2 separate regions of the Mus musculus genome follow, and region 2 is linked to region 1. Evidence: chromatin contacts called from public Hi-C data. All regions are on one chromosome and are shown on one strand. Each heading gives the region's core, a stretch centred on a gene start, on an enhancer-like site or on the middle of the called end of the contact. The rest is flanking DNA. Distances are from core to core; before and after follow the strand shown. Region 1 overlaps Gm40419 (a long non-coding RNA gene). Region 2 has its middle 72 kb from the start of G2e3.

Region 1 (7,057 bases), core at 1,957-4,456:
TCTTAAATGTACCCTCTTTTGAAGCTTACATATTGACTTTAATACAGCCCTTCATCCATTTCAATTTACTGAACTTATTATAAGTATGAGATGGAAATTAGAAAGTTACTGCAAGGTTTCATAGCTTTGTGGGCAACACTTATGAAAAAGAGAACATTTTGCTAATCTTTTTCCATAGGAAATTTAGTGAATTGAACTAATATCCTGAGAAGCAAAGCAAAATGCTTATTATTTAAACATGCAAATATGTAATGGAGTATTCATGTTCACAATTAGTTCAGAGACATAATGGAGGGCTCTTAATTGACATGTTTATAGTACTAAACCTCAATATGATTTACTTACAAAACTCCTATATTCCATTATGTATTTAGAGGAGGAGCTATGTACAGGAGCTATGTACATCTCTATAGAAAAACTATGTTGAAAATTTCCAAACCCCAGGGTTTTTTAATGAATAGATCCTGGGCTTATTTGAAACTGAGGTAGAGGTCATATGTATTTTATTCAATATATTTCTTTTCAGGTTCATGATTTGCTTATTGGAGAGGAGGCTTGCACACTTTGTATAGAATATCAAAAGTCAGTTAGGCAGAGATAGGCACCATCTGTGACCAATGGGCAGAGGGTACTCAAAAGGCAGTCTTGGGAATCATTTACAAATCTAGAAAGAACACCATAGTCTGCAGCATTTTTATCACACATACATTCCTGAAGTTGTCCAGAGGGACACCACTTTGTGATTTGAGGACATAGATTTTAAAGTCATTATATATTGATATCAAGACATTAATAAGTCCTTCCTATAGAAGAGCTGGCACTGCACTGTATAAAACAGTACCATAAATTAATGCATTTCCATCTGCTTCTCCAGATATGAGTGTTTCTTTACTCGTCAACTCATTAATCCCTTATTTAATACCACTTAAGCCAAAACCTAATTATGAGAGTCCAAAACCACAGCACAATATTATGAAGGCATTATATATTTATATATATATATATATATGTGTATATATATATATGTATATATATATATATATATATATATATATATATATATATAACTTAATATTCCAGTGGTAGCCTTGAAGGTTTAAATGGATTAGAATCACTATTTGAGTATTGTTGATAAATTATGAAAAGCATTTCTACATTCAAAACATAATGACACATTATTTTCATAGTACTTTGTGATCTTGCAACTACAGGTACTATTATCTATTTCAGTAGCTACAGATATAGTCAACTCAATTCAATTAGTCTTGAGTAAGTAGAGTTAATTTGTTGAGATTTCAGGTTAGCATAATTTCTTGCCAGTTAGAGAGAGAGACTTGTTAAAGATGTGTAATAAGACATATCTTATTTAACACATATTGTACTAGCTTGGTTTCAGAGCATAAGCGTTAGTAATTGATTTTACCTTGGCAACACACACACACACACACACACACACACACACACACACACACACACACACCACACCCTGTGGTTAGTTTACTCCTTGCTACTTTAACAATCAGTTACTGCTTTGGTGAAAGCCTAAAGCTTAATCCATTAAGAGCCATTCAGGACAAAACAAACAAACAAAGCTTTAACCACTTCAGTGACAACAGCCCAGAACCAACAACCAGCCTTCTAAGAAAATCCTAGCAATTTTAGGATCAATAGCCTCACACTGGATGCTACTAAGTGTCAGAAATGTGTGCTGCTAGAGCTTCAGAGAGTATAGCTAAATACAAACACATCAGGGAAAGATAATTTGATACATTTCACTTTGGAAATACCCATGCAGTCCAGAGAGTTGACAAATTCTATCAATAGGCATGAAAAAAAAATAATTCAAGCTTCACCTTGTCCTGAAATTTTCACCTCTATCCCTGAGAGTTGAGCTGTTAAAATAGCTTTTATTCTCTCCACATCCCAGCACCTCCCGCCTCCCCACATTCGGAAATATAAATATAGTTCTTTGAAAACAAATCTCATATCTTTAATGTATTTAGAAGAGCTTTAAAGTCCACTTAATTCAGGGCTACAGTTTGAACAAGAAGAGCAATGAGTACATTTATATTCAAAAGCAGTAAAAACAAACATTTTTCCACATAAGATTAAAAGCCTGTTCATTTCCTTTTATTCCAATGTATATTATCTTTTGTGAAAAGCTCCATTAGCTGTTTTTTTTTTACACATGCTAGACTCTTAAATAACAAACCAACACTATAGAATATGTCTCAGAGAGAAGCCTCACTATCATTCTGTGGACTAAGAAAAATATCTGCTTTAAAAAAAAAAAAACCAAAAAAAAACCAAAAACGTTTTTGCCATGTCCTTTTTAGTTTTTGAAAACAATTTAAAAATACTCAATCCCTTATGGTTCTTAAGAGCTCTTTACATTTGTACTTAATTAAAAACTCGGTAATGAAATAGGAGTACTGTTTATTATTTATCTAAAACTGTCAGTTGGTTAGATTTTTGTCCTCAAATTATCTGGAAGCATTAAATTATATGCTTTCCTAGGTAGTCAACAGACATGACTGGGATTGCCTTTAGGTGGTTTCCAGGCCAATTTGTTTACTGACTATTGCCTACTTATTTACATTTTTTATGTAATTTTTTTAAAGTCCTCTTAGTAAGGAACACTTCATATAAGAAGTTTGCAAAGCAATATCTTTAGTTTTCAAAAAAATCAGATAAAATGCAGGGTAATCTTTTTTTAACGAACTGTTAATAAAAATATTGCCCATTAATATTTTACAGATTAAAGAAATAAATCACCCTGCAACATATCATTAAAATGCACCGTTTTCCGGCGTGTCAGAAGTGCTGTTCAATTTTGTCTGGATTCATTAAAGCTCTCAGAGCATGAGTGTGTTGCCAACCGGAATGTGGGTGGCTGTAATGGCAGCCTGTAGGTTTGTATGGAAAACAAGCATGGTACTGTGAAAAAAATCCTTCTCTCACCCTACAGATACCTGTGCCGAGAGCTTGGAAGGCATTTCTATAGGCTCATTACGAGTGACTGTTAAAGTCCCCATTCACTGAGAAGCAAAGGTAAGTTTGAAAAAAAATGTATTGAGGAAACCGGAAAGGGGGTGGGGAGTGGGGTGGAATCACCTAAGATTGAAGCAGCCTAACCAAGTGACAGACACGTAGACAACTCCGATGCTGCCAGAACAACACTCTGCACAGCCCACCAGCAAGCAATTTGTCATAGCGACAAGAATATCCTCAGCAATTTGGCATCAGGGTCCTTGGACAGCCAACTGCGACTATACAGCACGAGTCGTGCTATTCCGCAACGTGAAGATAGAAACCAAGGTTCTCGTTATTATGTCCAAATGTGTTATTTTATGAAAAACATATCTTTTGTCATGATCAACATAGAGATAAAACCGTAGCAATTGATAATAGCTGGGGGCAAATAAAAAGAAATTGAGAAAAATACATCCTGGTATGTTTTTTGAGATGCCCCTAGTGTTGAGACTTCAGGATGTTTGCTTGATGTGTTCGGTCTTTATGGCAGGCTCCCACAGAGCTTCCAAGAAGTAATGAATCCATAGGTACAAGAATGAATTGGGAATGTTTGGCGAGGTAAATAACTTGCTTTTAGAAGTCTGTAGTCTTTTCTTGTTTTAGACTTTAGATCCTTGTATATGTGGTGGTGACTAACATGTTAGTTTAGTGCAAATCCTTTCTGATTGGTATGGTTTGAAATTAGGCAAAGAATTCAAGGTAAGTTGAGTTATAAAAGTGCAAAGGAAAGACTCTGTGCTCTTTATGTTCCTATCCTGGTAATCTATTGTAAAAGTGCAGTAAAGGAGAGAAGCCAGGAGCATAGGATAAAGGTACCAGATAAATAAGCACGGAGCATTCCCTTGCCAATTACTTGGCATCTTGCTTAGTAATTAATGCCACCGTAATGAAATAAAGTGGTAGGCACAAAGATTGGGCCTTTTGTGAACTCTATACAGAACCAAACACTCATAAAAATCTTGCTCAAAGCTAGCTTAGCTTGATTTTCTTCACAATCAAAACTCGCTAGAGAAAAAATTAGTATAAACCCAAAATGTGTGTGTATGTTTGTATGTGTATGTGTGTGTGTGTGTGTGTGTGTGTGTGTGTGTGTGTGTGTATGTGTGTGTGTTTTGAATGTATTATTTAAGGGTGACATCAGACAATTGTAGTATTGCTGCCTCCATCATATGGACAAGAACGTCCTTCATTCCCCAGACATTATGGAATCATGAACCCACTCTGCCAGAAGCAAATAACGTTATTTATTATTTGTTCTATGAAACACTTTCGGTAACCAATGCGTAAGTGGTTATAAGTGCCTTACAATGGATTTCCAAGATCTTATTCCTTCTTGTGCCCTATGAAACTTTTAGGAAATGATAAAAGCAGTCAAGGCTTAAATAACAATGAGGCTAATAGTACTAATGGATATTTTAAAATAAAAATATATAATTTAGTCATTTTTATATTTAAGATTTGTGCAAGACTAGAAAATATTCAACTAACATTATAATAATTTATAAACAATGAATTTATTAGATCTAACGCATTTATTACAATTCACTAAAACCACAACAGTAAGTTTTCCAATCTAGGTACAATAACTGAATAGTAGTCATGGTTTGGCGTTAGGGAATTAGAGAATGAGACATTTAATTACACTACTATGGAAATGATGTTGAGAACAGTGTGTGTTGACAGCATGTCTATAGAGATGATTAAAGAAAGGCTGAAGATTTATAATCTTGGAGGATATAGTCAAAGAAAGGGGAGGACTGAGAAGTGTGTGAGGAGCGTGCGTTTCAGGCTTAGCAACATAAAATATAGAGGAGACCGTAAAGAAACTAACTCTATTTTTTTCTCAGCTTTGCTTGAGAGTGGGGGGTGTTTTCCTTGTAAGTCCCATTAACATCAATGGGACTCATGCAGCTAAAACCTTGTGTAACTCTTAGACAATTTACTTCCTAGTGTCAAGAAAAGAGTACTACCTACTAAGAGCAATTTACTCATCTTGGTCTGTGCCTCCCATACAAAGATGGATTTGATAGCACCTAGCAGGAAAGAAACCAGCAACTGCATTTAAGATTTTGTTAGTGTAAAAGAAGTCATCGTTGCAAAATGTTGCCTCACCTTGTTTAGCAACAACAATAAACAGAGAAAAGCAATTCAACAAAAGAATATGGAGAGAAGTACGGGCTTGATTACAGGAAAAATGGTGATTGCTACTATCAGGGATTTTTTTTTTTCATTTTAAAATTTCAAGCTCTGAACACAATCACAGGATAATGGGAGTACAGGGAAATTTTTAAGACATATTGGAGCCACAGATTGAAGCTCCTGATTGCTTGCTTTCTTACACCCTTCATGTCATGCTATGTAAATACAGCAATGGTAGCCTTACAAAGTCTTTAATAGCACAACTTTCAAGGGGAGTGCTACTGTACATTTCTAGCTATAGTTAGAAAGATAAGTACATTGGCAGATTTCGGCTCCTATATCAGGAGTAACTGTATCAATTCACTAGAGTCTGTATATGTTTGAGTTATAGAGTGGGCATGTGAAGAATGGTATGCTCACTAAAAAGTCTTAGATCACGAAATGCACACAGGTCTTCATTTTTATTACAAGCTTTTGAATTATCAATGCTATAGAGCTTTGCTGATATAATTTTTAAAAATTTTAAGCCCTGTAATAATCATAGGTAGGCTGCAGATGGGGCACCTGTATTTTCTGTCTACATTCCATGATTTGGTTGTGATTTTGTCTGTTGGAGGGTGTAGAAGTGAGATCCCATATGACTGCTTTTTAGTGCATGGCTAGAGCAGATAACTCACAAACAACTGCCTATTCTCTTAGATGGATCAACAATGTCTTACAGTTTTAATAGGTATGCTTCATGCTTTGAACCTATTTTGTAATTTAGGTTTGTAAACTGCTGTGACAGCCATAGAAGTATTGCTCTCTGACTGCACCAATTACCAAATCATGAGCATTAAAACACACACACACACACACACACACACAGAGAGAGAGAAAGAGAGAGAGAGAGATACAATGCCTTACGTTAATCAATGTCTAGCTTTTGGAGATTTGAGGAGTTACGTCACCAAACATACTGTTGATTTCTATATAGATACTCAACAATATGAAAAATTAAAAACGTTGCTGGAGGCATACTGATATTTCAGTAATGTAAATATAATGTATAATGGTGAATATGCTGATTTAATACATCAGGACACATAGAGGAAGAGTTCTTCCTAGACCATTCATGATTATAAATATTTTTCGGAGGGTTTTGAGGATATATTTTGAGGATTTGAGTAGATCTTCAGCAATCTGATGTTCCTGGAGGACAGGATTGGGAATTAACAAAATAATGCACATGTGCCACTATAGAAATATAGCACTAACTTAAATCATAGACAAAGATAAATTTGAAACATTGCAATTTTGCAAGTTTTAGTTTAAAAACTCTTTCATATACACCATACCACTCATTGTTTGTGAATAGGTTACAGATCCTTAAAAAAAAAAGATATTGAAAGATGTCTAGTCACAAATTGAGCATGGTTTAAATTTAGCACACAAAGCTCTTTAGCTAGCTATTTTTTTCTTACAACTGAGCATGGATATAACAGTCTTTATACCAATAACACAAGTTAGTAACAACATTTATAGCAAAAAGAATGGGAGATGAGAGCTGAACAGGAAGAGCCAGTCGGATACTGCACAAGCTGCTATTTGCCATCCTACAGCAATGTGATTCCCTCCTACATCTTAGCCCCATCCTTTCATTCTGAGTAAGACCCTAAAGCTCATTCACACATTTCATAAAATAAAAGTACGCGATCAGATATTGTGGATCTCTTATATATTTTCCATGAAAATAATATTTTAAGTAACTGAATTCAAAGTTAAATTTCTTAGTTTCAGATGTTTTTCTGGACTGAAGTTTAAGGCATATTTCAATATTTATTCATTTTTCCCAAAAACTCCTTTTATATGTTTAAAAAAGTAATACCTGGACTTGACATTATGC
Region 2 (7,057 bases), core at 2,614-5,113, 1.2 Mb before region 1:
ATCCATATATATGCACCTGATACTTGCAGGGGCCAGAAGGGAGCAATGGGTTCTCTGGAACTGGAATTACAGATGGTTATGCACTGCCATGTAGGTGCTGGGAACTAAACTCTGATCCTTTGCCAAGAGTAACAAATGGCTTTTAACCAGTGAAGTATCCTTCCAGCTGGTGAGAAATCACAGTTAGTGAGTCACTGATGCCTTTATTGTAAAGTTCAGTAGATTTATTCTGGAATTTGTTGTGCATTTGGATGTCACTTGCATTCATTTTTATGCATCCTGGTGGACTTCTGGCATTTATGAAGGTAAATATAGGAAGTGTTTGGGGACACAGAAACTCATCTGCGTAGGTGACAAGAGTGTGACATTCACTCTGTGACAGCCCAGCTTGCCATGTTTGTCAGCATGATGGCCATGGCTTGCCCAAGAACATGGCTCTGTGGTGTAATTAACATGGATTTTATGGTAAGAGAGTTCTTGGTCAAACAAATTTGAAAAGAGTTGTCATGAGTCATAAGTAGATTTATCTGTCTTTTTATCTTCATATATAGTTTCCTGGGTTTTTTTTTCTCCTGTTTTTTTTTTTTAACCTCCCCCCTACCTGCCCCCGCCTGCTTGTTCTGTTTTTGGAGACAGAGTTTCTCTATGTTGCTCTGGAACTCGCTCCGTTGACCAGGCTGGCCTTGAATTCATAGAGATCTGCTTGCCTTTGCCTCCTTAGTTCTGGGATTAGTGCCCGGCCAATAATTAGTTATCTGACAGTTGTGAGCTGCCGTGTGGGTGCTGGGAATTGAACTTAGGTCCTCTGGAAGAGCAGCCAGTGCTCTTAACCACTGAAACGTCTCACAGGCTCTAGCTTTTTAGTTTTTAATTTATGAACATGACAAAAAAAACTGGCTTGCTCTTTTTGTCTTGCTCACTTTGCCTCTTATATTACCCAGTCTATCTATGTTGGGGTAGACTCCTACAGGCCAGTCTGATGGAGGAATTTTTTAACAAAGGTTCCCTCTTCCCAGGTAACCTGAGTTTGTGTGAAACTGATTAAAAATACAAAACAAAACCAAAATAGACCAAACAGCAGCAGTAGCAAAACAACAACAACAACAACAGAAAGGGCAACATAAATCCCATTTGTCTCCATTTAAGGACCAGGCCTGATTAAAAAAGAAAAAAGCCTTAAGATACTAGCTCCAGAAGCTAGGCCATATAGGTCATCCACTCCAGCAGCAGACCCGGAAGTCCAGGAACAAGAGTATAAAATCCCCTACCTGAGGAACAGCCTGAAGATAGCCACATAAATGGGAGTTATCTTATCTCAGGATAGACCATCTGTGCAGGGCAGCCCATCTGGTGGTTAATCATTTATGATGCAGGAATGCAGTCCATGGGGCATCCTGACACCCACCAATGAAGTTTTAGATTACCTAACTCTAACATAGTAGCCAATCAAAATTGTACTGAATGTCAGGGCTTTAGCTCCCACCAATCACATTAGAGATTACTTAATCCTTCTAGAGAGATCCCCTATCTCCCTATAAGAAGGCCTGAGCGCCTTTGTCTGGAGTCACCATCTTGATGCAGTGGTGGCCCCTGCATACTTGTTGTTTCTGCAGAATAAATGTTCTTTCTTCTTGCATACTATTTGAGTTCGGGGTCTTCCTTCAGCCATCCCTGAACCCTAGCACAACAATAATACCACACAGGCATAATTATAGATAAATTTGTTAAGAGATTGCATATATGCAATGGCAGTGAATGCATAACAAATTAGAGATAACAAACTATAATTTGTTAAGAGATTGCATACAAAAAAAAAACAAATCAAAAATAGAGAAACAACAACAGCAACAATAACAGCAGCAGCAACAACAGCATCAAAACCTTAACTAACCAGTTCAGGCATAATCATAAATAATTTGTTAAGAGATTGCATATATGGATTAACAATCATTATAGAATTAATAATAATCTTAAAACACTTCACAGGGAAGTACTAAGTACTCAGTACTCAGGGAGAAGCGGGAAGGAGAGAGAAGGAGAAGGAAGGGGAGGGGAGAGGAGGGAGGGGGAGGGGAGGAAGAACAAAGCACAGGTGACCAGGATGGCAGACTTATGTGTGTTAGTTGTACAAGGAAAATATCCCAGCCAACAAGGAATATACTCTGCTCCTATCCCACTGTCCTTTACATCAGTGACAGAGGGGCCTTTCCAAGGCTCCGCATGCCATTGTGTCCCTCAACCCCTTTATTCTCCACCTGCTAAGAGAACAGTGACAATCCCCGCCCCCCCAAGTCTAAAGACAATAGTGATGTGTGCTTATGTCAGAGCACAATGTCCTGTGTTTCTTGGACACAATAATGCCATGGTAAGCTGTGCATAGACCACGGATATAGTGAAGCATTTTTTTTAATCTTGGCATGTAAGACCATCCTAATAGCTACCCCTATATCCATTTCCACACATTCCCACTCTCCCCCACCTTCTTGGCCACATGTGTATAAGAGAAACTTTTGCAGGGACGAAGTTGTCTGTGATCCTCCAAACATGCAGGGCTACACCTTGTCTTCCAGGCTTCTGACTTTCACTGCCGGGCACACCTTTCTTGGTCTTCTCTGGTTGTATCATTCATTTTCTCTCTTTCAAGACGATTTAAGTTTTGTCTGTCTTTTGAAGTCCTCCCCAGCCCACGCTCACTGAAGAAAATTTTCATCTGAGTTGTGTGTGTGTTGCATATGCTGTAAGGGAGAGCATGTATTAACATCTTTCCTCCCCTTGACAGTGACAGCCTCACACCCTGAACGGCACACCATCTCTCCAAAGCCAGCCATGGCAGTGAATGCCTGGAATCCTGGGACTTGGGAGGTAGAGGCAAGAAGATCAAGATTCTGCATCGAAACAGGCAAAACTGAATTTTTACATGTCGGTTAACCGAGAAGCGGACAGTTGCGATGAGACAAAAAGGGACATATAATCTCATTGCAGTAAACTGGGGTGAATTTAACATGGCCTGTCCATTGGGATTCTTCTTGGTGAGATTCCCCTGTTAACATTCTTTCCCTCCGGGCAAAAGGCCGATCTCCTGCTCATGGAAGTCTTTAAAAACACCTTAGTTTCTGATGCTGTGGTTACCCCCACCTGCTCTCATGCCAGCGGGCTGTTTTCCAGGCACTGTCCTGAACCCTGGAAGGGCTTTTATCACTCAGTGGTGATTAGTAAGTGTTCTGCCCACGGGTGTCAAGTCGCCCTACCTACATGGCAGCCCTGTCATTTTAATGCCATTGGCTTTAGGAATGAAACTCTGCAGCTCACGACACCACGTTTCTTCAGACTGTAGTGTCGTCTTCCAGAAAACTAACAACAATTCGCCAAATTCCCTATAAAGCGCAACTCTCTGACATAAGCACGAATTTAAAAAACAAAATGGCATTAAAAAAAAATTGTTGATGTGTTCTGGAATTTGGGAGACTCACAGTCAGTTACCACTAGATGGCGGTAGTGATTTTAGTCTGGGAGAATTTAAAGCGTTTCCTTTTCTTGCCTAGCCCTGGTTATTGTTAGCAATGCACCAACCAGATTGTCCATGTCTTCAAGGAGAGTGGTCTTCAGAGTCGTATAGAAAGGTAGTCCCTATATTTATTTCAAAATTCCCATCCTTGGAAAAGGTAAACCAAAAGGAAAGCGGCTATAACTAGTGTGTAATGAAGCATAATAAATAAATGACATAAATATACCCTTAAACTCAGGGCAAACTTCTATATTGTACATTAGCATAATTAGCATCTCTTCGTGATGAAATAAGTCAGCATGCTGATGTTTTATAGCCCCTTATAGAGTCCATTGTCTTCCCCAGTCGCAAGCAGCTTGACTGACTCCATTTCCACCCCTACATGTTTATACCATGCCTGCGCTTTAAACATCAAGTACCAACACATTTGCTTTCACTGACTTCTGTTTTGAAAAGCCCTGCTTTTGTATTTTTTTTCCAAAGGGTAAACTTGAAACTCAAAAGAAGGAGAACACATGTAACTGCGAATATCGCTTCACGAAGGGCAAAGTGGATATCGTTGCAGTCGGTTAGAAAGTAAAGCCCTTCACCTCTCTCGCTTTCTTTCTTTTCTTCCTTTCTCTTTGGTAAATGTTGTTACGTTTCTATAACTGTAGCAGAAATGTTAGAATTATCATAAATGAGCCTTTGCGCACGCTGTTATTTCATCTTCTGTAAAAAAAAAATTCAATCATATTCTTAATGTTTCTGTCTCCAAGCCAACTGTTTAATGCTCAAGGCTTTATTGCAGACTGCAGCTCAGACTATTCATTTATGCTAACGGTACAGCTTGAACAATACTGTAAATTAAAGAAAATGTAATTTTAGGATTTGTCTTATAATTTACCATTTTCAAAAAGCACTCTCTGGAGAAATTAATAGCTTAAATATTACTGGAATAATGAGGATCAAGTTTGAGGAAAATATAGCTTGAAAGTCTATTACTGAAAATGACGGAAATAGGCATTTTTGTATTGCTATCTGAGCAAACATAATACCATACCATTTATCTCTAATTATCCCCAAGAAAATTCATGAGAAGCACTGGAAAAAAAACAAAGAGTAAAGACTTCAATGGATCTGTTATTCTCTTGCTTTCCCTCACCTACTATTTCTGTTATTATAAATATTAACAAAAATCAGCAAATAGGAGTAGACAGAGAAAACAGAAGGCCGATGCATTCTTTGGGTCAACAAAGAACTCTAGGCTGCATATCGAAAAATCTTGGGCCTATTATTCTGGGAAGATATTCTTACAGATAATCCAAATGTTCATTTTCAAATCCATTCATGTTCAATGAAGTGTGTGATGTTTTTCTATTCAAGTTAAAGAAAGCCAGGTTGAGAGTTTATCTAAATTCGGCTAATTATGTTTGGTCAAGCATTGTCCCTGGCACAAATATTCCCCACATCTTAAAAATTTTGTACTTTTAACAGGCTTCAGCTACAGGGGCCATTGGCTGTGAAAGAAGAAATTTTAATTGCCCAGGTATACGGAATGAGGAGAAGACCTTTATATTTTGTTTTGTTTCCTCCTGTCCAAAGGAGTAGTGGGATTTATTAAACACCTACCTGCATCCTAGAAAGGTAAAATAGGGGCAAGCGGAACCTGGAGTGTGGTTAGCTGCTGTCTGCACTCAGCTTGATAAAGTTTGGAGCTTTGTCTGAACGGCAGGTTTCTCTGACAGACGCTTGTGTTGTGTGTCTCATGGCTCTGCCATCATTTCAGCTGAATAGTTTTATCATCACCTAATTAATTTTAAAATTATACCACAAGGGACAGACACAGCACCTTGTTTTGTTTATACCCATGATCTGGAAGCATTGAAGCCTCTCTCACCATTGTCTCTCCTAACTTGCGAGCAAGGCTTCTCTCCTTTATAAATGTAAGCTCAGGAGAGAGACGAGAAGCAGGTGGACTTTTATAGCTCTTCTTGCCAGTTGGCATGATTCATTAAGAGTGCGAGACCCCGGTGCCCCGATCAATACAGTTACATAATCTTTACCTGGAAGCTAATCACCTCACACACCCACTACAAAAAATGTAACAATAAAGCTATTTTCATCTTTCAAAGCAACTCTATGTAGCTGAAAATCTAAACTACATTCAGACTAATGTAACTTCAAATGTTACCTTTCTCTTTATAGAACTTCTTACCTTGAAAAGACAAGTTAGTTATATTGCATAGAGAACATTTCTCAGGTACTCAGCAGATACCTTCAGGAAATTGAAGCTGGCATCATTAGCTCCCAGCCTAACAGATAACAGTAGCTCAAGGGAAATCCATTCAAGCCACGTTTACTACATACATACATTTCTCTTAAGACAATTCAAATTCTCACAGATTCGAAGAATAAAAGTGGGCTTAAGTGATTTTTTTTTTTTTTTTTTTTTTTTTGGTAAACGATAAATGTAAGCACCAGCAAAAGTTCCATAAACCAAAGGACACAGGATGACTTTTTGATTTTGTAATTAGTTAGTTTTGAAAATGAGTTTGCCTAACTTCTGGCCATTTGAAGGATTTAGTGATAGAAGAGGAAGCCCTATAACCTCAGAGGGCACGAGCTAGAATCCAAGGCAGGTTGCGACAGAAAGTCAGTATCTTTTGACAACTGCTTGGTGAAATGAGCTGGTCTCAGTCCAGTGGACAGATGTCTCTATTGCAAAATGCTCTAATTGGCAGTCTGAGCAGCAGAGCCAAGAACGGAATGGACCTGGAATCTGAACCCTTGTCTCACTTTTAAGAGCAGCAGACAGAGGTTCACATCTAAAGGAAGCGTAGAATTTTTTGGTGGCGATCATACACACATTTTACAGATAAACAGAGAACTTGGAGCTTTAAAGACACCAGTCTGATTTTTCAATATATGTAAGCACTTTAAATAAAAACTTTCCAGGTTGAAGCAAATGTTTATTTCTTTTCGCTATCAATTTATTATCACAAAATTACATACAATTAAAGAAAAGCCTGGAGCTGGACAGTAATGTGGTAAAAACAGATTGATATTATATGCAGGAAATATTGCAGTGAGAAGAGACTTCAGAATAGACATGGGCTCCATTCCCAATACAGCATGGAGAAATGGAGATTTATAGCCAAGGGAGGGGGGTGGGGTTAGTGGAGGGAAAATTATCCAGAGGAGACACCAATGGCAGGGGAGATTCTGAATAACTTGACAGATTTTTGTTGAAGTGTGGCAAGGTGGAAGTGATTTTACACTCCCTGGGTTCTGGAGGACATTGGCATAGCAACTTCTTTTAAATCAAGAGACAACCTTCTATCTTGCTAGGAATCTGTTACATAGATAGACAGGATGCTCTCAAGGGAAGTAAAACACTCCATCCTGTAGGGAAACTCTTTAAGCTTAGGGAGTAGACAACTGCAAAGCATTAGGAAGTGCCTGAAACTGACCAGATTCACTAGGCCCTTCCCTCCCCAAGTATGTAGAAGCAGTAAGCACTGCTGAGAGATGATCAGACAAGCTGAGGTGCTTGTCTAGAAGAGGCATCCT

Evidence for each region. Hi-C and Micro-C count contacts between places; a contact is called where the count stands out from the background.
Region 2: a Hi-C map of cortical neurons shows a contact between it and region 1, with 2.3 times the contacts expected there. The contact joins two enhancer-like sites. A contact is called at or near these places in 1 of 39 promoter capture datasets (hippocampal neurons), 1 of 484 Hi-C or Micro-C datasets (cortical neurons) and 2 of 115 datasets of contacts at active chromatin or transcription factors (astrocytes and embryonic forebrain).

The regions. Positions count from the first base shown.
Region 1 is chr12:50,108,275-50,115,331 of GRCm38.p6, reverse strand. It overlaps Gm40419 (a long non-coding RNA gene), which reads left to right. Exons shown (of 3, transcript XR_872736.2): 2 at 2,969-3,051. Among named protein-coding and RNA genes, the nearest start is that of Gm40418, 8.5 kb to the left of the region's middle. Within about 2 kb of position 3,206, at least 27 of the 459 cell types and tissues checked have an H3K27ac peak or open chromatin away from gene starts, as enhancers often do. A contact at or near this core is called in cortical neurons and hippocampal neurons, where this site is marked.
Region 2 is chr12:51,272,812-51,279,868 of GRCm38.p6, reverse strand. No RefSeq gene overlaps it. Among named protein-coding and RNA genes, the nearest start is that of G2e3, 72 kb to the left of the region's middle. Within about 2 kb of position 3,863, at least 5 of the 459 cell types and tissues checked have an H3K27ac peak or open chromatin away from gene starts, as enhancers often do. A contact at or near this core is called in cortical neurons and hippocampal neurons, where this site is marked.